Linked DNA regions of Danio rerio: region 2 is linked to region 1. The links are chromatin contacts, called in public Hi-C maps. All regions are on one chromosome and are shown on one strand. Each heading gives the region's core, a stretch centred on a gene start, on an enhancer-like site or on the middle of the called end of the contact. The rest is flanking DNA. Distances are from core to core; before and after follow the strand shown. Region 1 holds the start of agps (alkylglycerone phosphate synthase). Region 2 holds the start of hoxd10a (homeobox D10a).

Region 1 (2,794 bases), core at 229-2,728:
AAACAAAACACCAGCAAAGAAACTCGACACAGAGGAACATTTACACCTCACTGCCAACTAGTGTCTCTGAAGTGTTAATGCAGACCAACAGAGACAGCCCACAGAAGTATGAATGCACAGCTACGTGCGATGCATGCGCTGTGGGTTACGCCGGTCACTTGACGCAGAATTATAAACCAGGCATTAAAGTTACCTCTCTTTCAGAAACAGGCTTGACTTACCCTGCTTTCTTCCATTTTGAAATGGAAAACCTATAGTTTCTCTCATTTCAGGGTTAAAATACTCAGAGTTGTCACTTAACCTCCTTACAGAAATGGGTTCAAGTTTAAACTCTGAGGTGATTGAACCTCCTTACTGAAACAGGCCCCAGATGGAAACTTTTGTTTAGTGTTTAGCTTATGATTAAAGCTGTTGCACGTCTGCTAGTTTCCGCCTCTGAATGAGCGAGTTTTAGCTACTAGTAGCATTCAGAATAAACAAAACACCCGCCAAGAAACACAAACCTGCTGCTAGCTAGTGTTTCAGAAGTGTTACAGCAACACAAACAGCACGCAGAAGAATAAATACAAGTGTCAGCATTGTGTTCTGAGGCGTAAGTAATTTATTAAATAACGAAAAGATTGACACAGCTCATCCTACTGCAGTAAATTTTTATTTTTACTGTTGATATTTGCCGCAAGTTAATCAGAAAGTGATGATTTTGTTGTCTTTGACTTTGAAAACGCTGCTTTATTTGCACATGTTTTATGCGATATTCCTGATTTGCGCATTAATTTAATTAGCATTTTTGAATGGAAGCATTGCCAGTGGTGAATTAGCTAATCGTAAAATTAGCCACTAAATAAAAAAGTGAGGAACTGGCATGCGATAGCATTGAAATATATCAGCATAGCCTATATTATCAGAGTTTTCAAGTTATTTACTCTATATAAACAACAACTTATGGACTTTCACGATATTGTGTGTTTATTATCGCGATATATCGGAATTGTGAAATATGTCCAGAAATGAGTGTCCATCAGTGCACAGACACCGCGCCCTCCTCCAGGATGAATGAACACTTTGTTTGGACCTCAAACACACACACACTCACACATACACACTCTCTCACACACAGAGATACAGTGTAACCGCTTTACTCCAATAAAACGCGCTGTTTGTTTGTGTGTATAATGCATGTTTTTAAGGCGAGCGGCACCGGGGACTGAGCCCCGCACACACGCACCTCCTCCTGGGCACCGGTGTCTGGCGGCTCGGGCTGGATCCGGGAGACTCGGCTCTGCAGTTTTGCGCGGAGAGACTGGTGTGTTGATCTTCTGTGCGCTTCTGCAAGTGTCCGGCGATGATCCTCAGCCTGTGCTGTGATCTGCTGCTGCTGCTGCTGCCGTTGGACGCCATGCTGCTTCCGTGTTTGCTGTCAGAGGTCAGCGGCGGCTGATGGAGGCTGAAGGCGGAGATGAGCAACCGCGTCCCGGCATGCACCGCAGCGCACCCCGCCTCCAGCTCCAGACCCGCCCGCTCTGATACATCTCTCTGCTCACTGGCTGGAAGAGGGAAGAGGAGGAAAGACTACAAAATCTGGCACAAATCTGAAAATATATTTACATCTCAAGTATGACATTAGAGCAATGTTTGCAAACGGGCTAATACTTTGTTTCCCTGTTATTATTGTCTTCGTCGAGCTGCCTGTACTGTACTGTATTTTCATATCCGATAGATTCTCCGATCTATCTGTATGTCATAGGTTCATCTATCTATCTATCTATCTATCTATCTATCTATCTATCTATCTATCTATCTATCATCTATCTATCTATCTATCTATCTATCTATCTATCTATCTATCTATCTATCTATCTATCTATCTATCTGTCTGTCTCTCTGCCTTGCTCCATCCATCCATCCATCCATCCATCCATCCATCCATCCATCCATCCATCCATCCATCCATCCATCCATCCATCTATCTATCTATCTATCTATCTATCTATCTATCTATCTATCTATCTATCTATCTATCTATCTATCTATCTATCTATCTATCTATCTGTCTATCTGTCTCTCTGCCTTGCGCCATCCATCCATCCACCTATCCATCCACCCATCTGTCTGTCTGTCTATTTGCCTAGCTCCATCCACCCACCCACCGACCCGCCCATCCATCCATCCATGCATACACCCATCATCTATCCGTGTAAAAGTTTTCACCCCCTGTTCTTAATGCATTTTGAATCATTTTAACAAAACAAGAGAGAGTTCATACCAAATGCATGCTAATAATTTTCAACACATTAATTTTAATTTATTTATTTAGTACTGTAAGATAATTCACGTAAAAGATGTTTACAGTTTGATGTATATATGAATCTACAGGACATTGATGACTCTTCTGGAGTTTAGCTGTTCATAACAAACAACAGACTCATAAAAACATCACAAACCAAAGAAAAGTGTCATCGCTTTTGCACAGTGTTATCTGAATCATGTCAGCTATGTTTGTATTTTGGGAACTATATTTAATAATATTCTATATTATGCATATACCCAGGTCAGTACTAAATAAATAAAATCATGCATTTTGTTATAATTATTCACATTTTCACAGATTCTGCAAGGAGTTCACAACTTTTACTTGGCACTCTGTCATAACAAATCATGAACTGAATTATCATTTTAAAAACACATTAATACTGAGGTAAAGTGAGTTGCTTGATTACCTAAAACATGCTCTTTGCGTAATCAGACATTTGTGGATTAAATGTTTTTCACCTGAATGTGTGAACTGGCCCTTTAA
Region 2 (2,700 bases), core at 130-2,629, 340 kb after region 1:
TCTTTCATCACACAATTATTCCCACTGAAGTTAAGTAATAAAGCGTTAACTAAATAAATGTTAATGTTTCATCATTGTATTATGTAACACATGAGCTTGTGTTGTTTTTATAAGCTAAATCCCAAACTATCCAGTAAAACCAGGTTATAATCAATTCACTTTATAGGTATGAGGTTTTCATATTTATATTCTGCTCGTCCACAACCCGAGCTTTACCTCGGTATCAAATGAATGGCAACTGATGATTACTATATATTAAACAGAACGTTAATTTCCGTGCTGAATGGACGAAGTCACAAATACTTTCCACCGAGGCTGTGCTTATATTGGCCAAGGAAGAATGTCAAGTCACTTGCAACAAAAGGTATTTGATGTTAACGCGCCCTCGCAGCGCCGTTTCCTGTTAAGGCTTTTACTGCAACCTGAGTAAGACTCCCATTAAACATTACGACTTTCGGGTTGTTTGTGTTTTATATTGGGTTTTATGATGCTAGAGCGTTCGCATTACACCAAGACGCGATTAATCCGTTTATTGTACCCACCTTTGCCTTCTCTGTGTGGCAATTCGGGGCTGGAAACAGACGCCTCAGTTGAGCAATTCTTCTCCTCCAGCGTGCTGACTTTGGGCTCTGGACTCTGCGCCGGGGAAGAGCTCCTTGTGTCCCGATCGTGCGCAAGCTTTTTTTCCACCTCGACAAAGGGCGTTGACTGTGCCTTTGGAGTCGCCCTGTTCAGCTGCATTAACGTGGTGTTTGGGCTCATCGTCTCGTTGTCATAGTCCGGGTTTTTCGCCGTCGCGTAAGTTTGGCTCAGTCTAAAATAGCCAGGGACCGGAATCTCAGGACTATCAACAGAACATGATTCGGGAATCAGGCTGGAGTACGCGGGTATCTCAGACGAACTGACCTTTGCTCTCTTGTCGGAGTACATACAACAGTTAGTCTCTTCTTTTATGCTTTGTGAAAATGTGCAGGTGGACATCTGGTTGAGCGGTTGCTCTAATCGGCAGGACCTGCTCGGATCTGCCCAGGTATCAGTTTGAGGTATGTACGAGTGGACGGTCATGTCCATGTTTTGGTGGTTTACTTCCCCCCGTTTGCCAAGAGCCGGCAGGAGTCCACAGGTTTGCATTCCATAGGTTCCCATTTCTGCAGTGGCTGCTGGCATGTACATGTTACTGCTGGAATAAAAATCTGTTCTGCACGCCCCAATCAAGGAATCTACCAAAAAAGTGTTTGCTGCAGGAGAGCTGTTGGGAAAGGACATTTTGGATTTTTTTTTGTTTTCTTTTTTTGTTTTAAGAAGCAGAGAAGTGTCCTCTGTAAGCTGACATATCTAGCAAAACAATCCCTGTATAACCCAGCGAGTCTCTCTGCAACCACATGACACTCTCACCAATGAAATTTGAAAATGGCCTTGAGACGCAGGCTCTTCCCCGTCACGTGGGCGGATTGACACATGATTTGAAGTTTCAGACGTGGTCAACAGCGACACCTAGAACAAGGACTTGAAATTGATTTCAAGACGGTCGAAATAGCGTTGCTAAATCCATTTTCAGGACACAATTAAGACAAAAGAACTGGACTCATATATTGGCCGGCTGCATGGTGAACAAAGAGTACGAACAAGGAAAACAAATCACGGCGTTTGAAGCTATCAAGGTCTCTTTCGAATTAAAATTCAAGGTCAAGATAGGAAACGCATGAGCGTACTGCAGAATAATTTTCTCATAGTTCACTGTTTCTTTAGGCAAAATGCAGAGGACAATGCAGAATGAAATGAGCCTGCGGGCGTCGGCCTAAACACCGCTGTCGCAATCTGGATTGAGGGTGAAAAGCACAACTGTTATTCAGCCTTTCTTCCTTGGCTTTTATAACTACGTGTTAATCGACACAAATAATGTTGCTTGTTCTCTAGTTACACATTTTTTTTTCCAGACACGAAGCGAATGTAATTCTTTGTAATAATTCATGTAATAACTTGTTTGTTGTTTGCTTTTGTTTTCTAAATTAAAACCAAGGGATTAAAGCGTGTACTTCTTTAATTATAATTGTTAGCGGGTTAGTAAATTGTATCATGTTCCCAGTACATTATAATAATGCGGTGTTAGTTTCTTAAATAGCAAAAACTACAATCCAATTCAAATGTTAAAATTAACTGAATGTTGTGTGATGCTAAATTTGCTGTTTCATATTTTAAAAATGAGCATTCATTTTCAAAATAATTTTGTCTTATTAAAAATTAGAGCATTTACAGGTTGCAGACTTTAAAAGTACGCACATCTTAAGCAGTAACACATTGTTGCCGTTTAAAAAAAATAAAAGCCAGAAACATGTATACTAATATTTGCTCACTTTGATATGCAAATGCATTAGCAGCATTTTACAAATGCTACCAAATAATCTTGATTTAAATATTGGATTCATTGAAAATGCACATTGATTTATAAATGCAGTTGAATTAGATTAATTGTTACAGATGTATAATCTAATGTTATAAACTAGTAACATTGTATTTTCAACATAAAATACTAAGATATTAAATTAGGTTTACAGTGCAAGGAATGCGTTTATATGGAGATCTTATCGTGATTTTAGGCAAATACACAATGACGCATAGATTAATATAGACAAAAGACGAACGCATATGCGCGCTAAATCATTAGTTTTTCTAACAGTAATGTAAATAAATTTAGAAAAA

The links. Hi-C and Micro-C count contacts between places; a contact is called where the count stands out from the background.
Region 2: a contact with region 1 is called in a Hi-C map of an unstated tissue, with 3 times the contacts expected there. The contact joins the promoter of hoxd10a here to the promoter of agps in region 1. A contact is called at or near these places in 2 of 18 Hi-C or Micro-C datasets (caudal fin and an unstated tissue) and 1 of 4 datasets of contacts at active chromatin or transcription factors (embryo).

What each region holds. Positions count from the first base shown.
Region 1 is chr9:1,630,176-1,632,969 of GRCz12tu, forward strand. agps (alkylglycerone phosphate synthase) reads right to left here and starts at 1,479. Exons shown (of 20, transcript NM_200113.1): 1 at 1,226-1,479. The coding sequence starts at 1,398.
Region 2 is chr9:1,966,202-1,968,901 of GRCz12tu, forward strand. It overlaps hoxd10a (homeobox D10a), which reads right to left and starts at 1,380. Exons shown (of 2, transcript NM_131166.2): 1 at 543-1,380. The coding sequence starts at 1,266.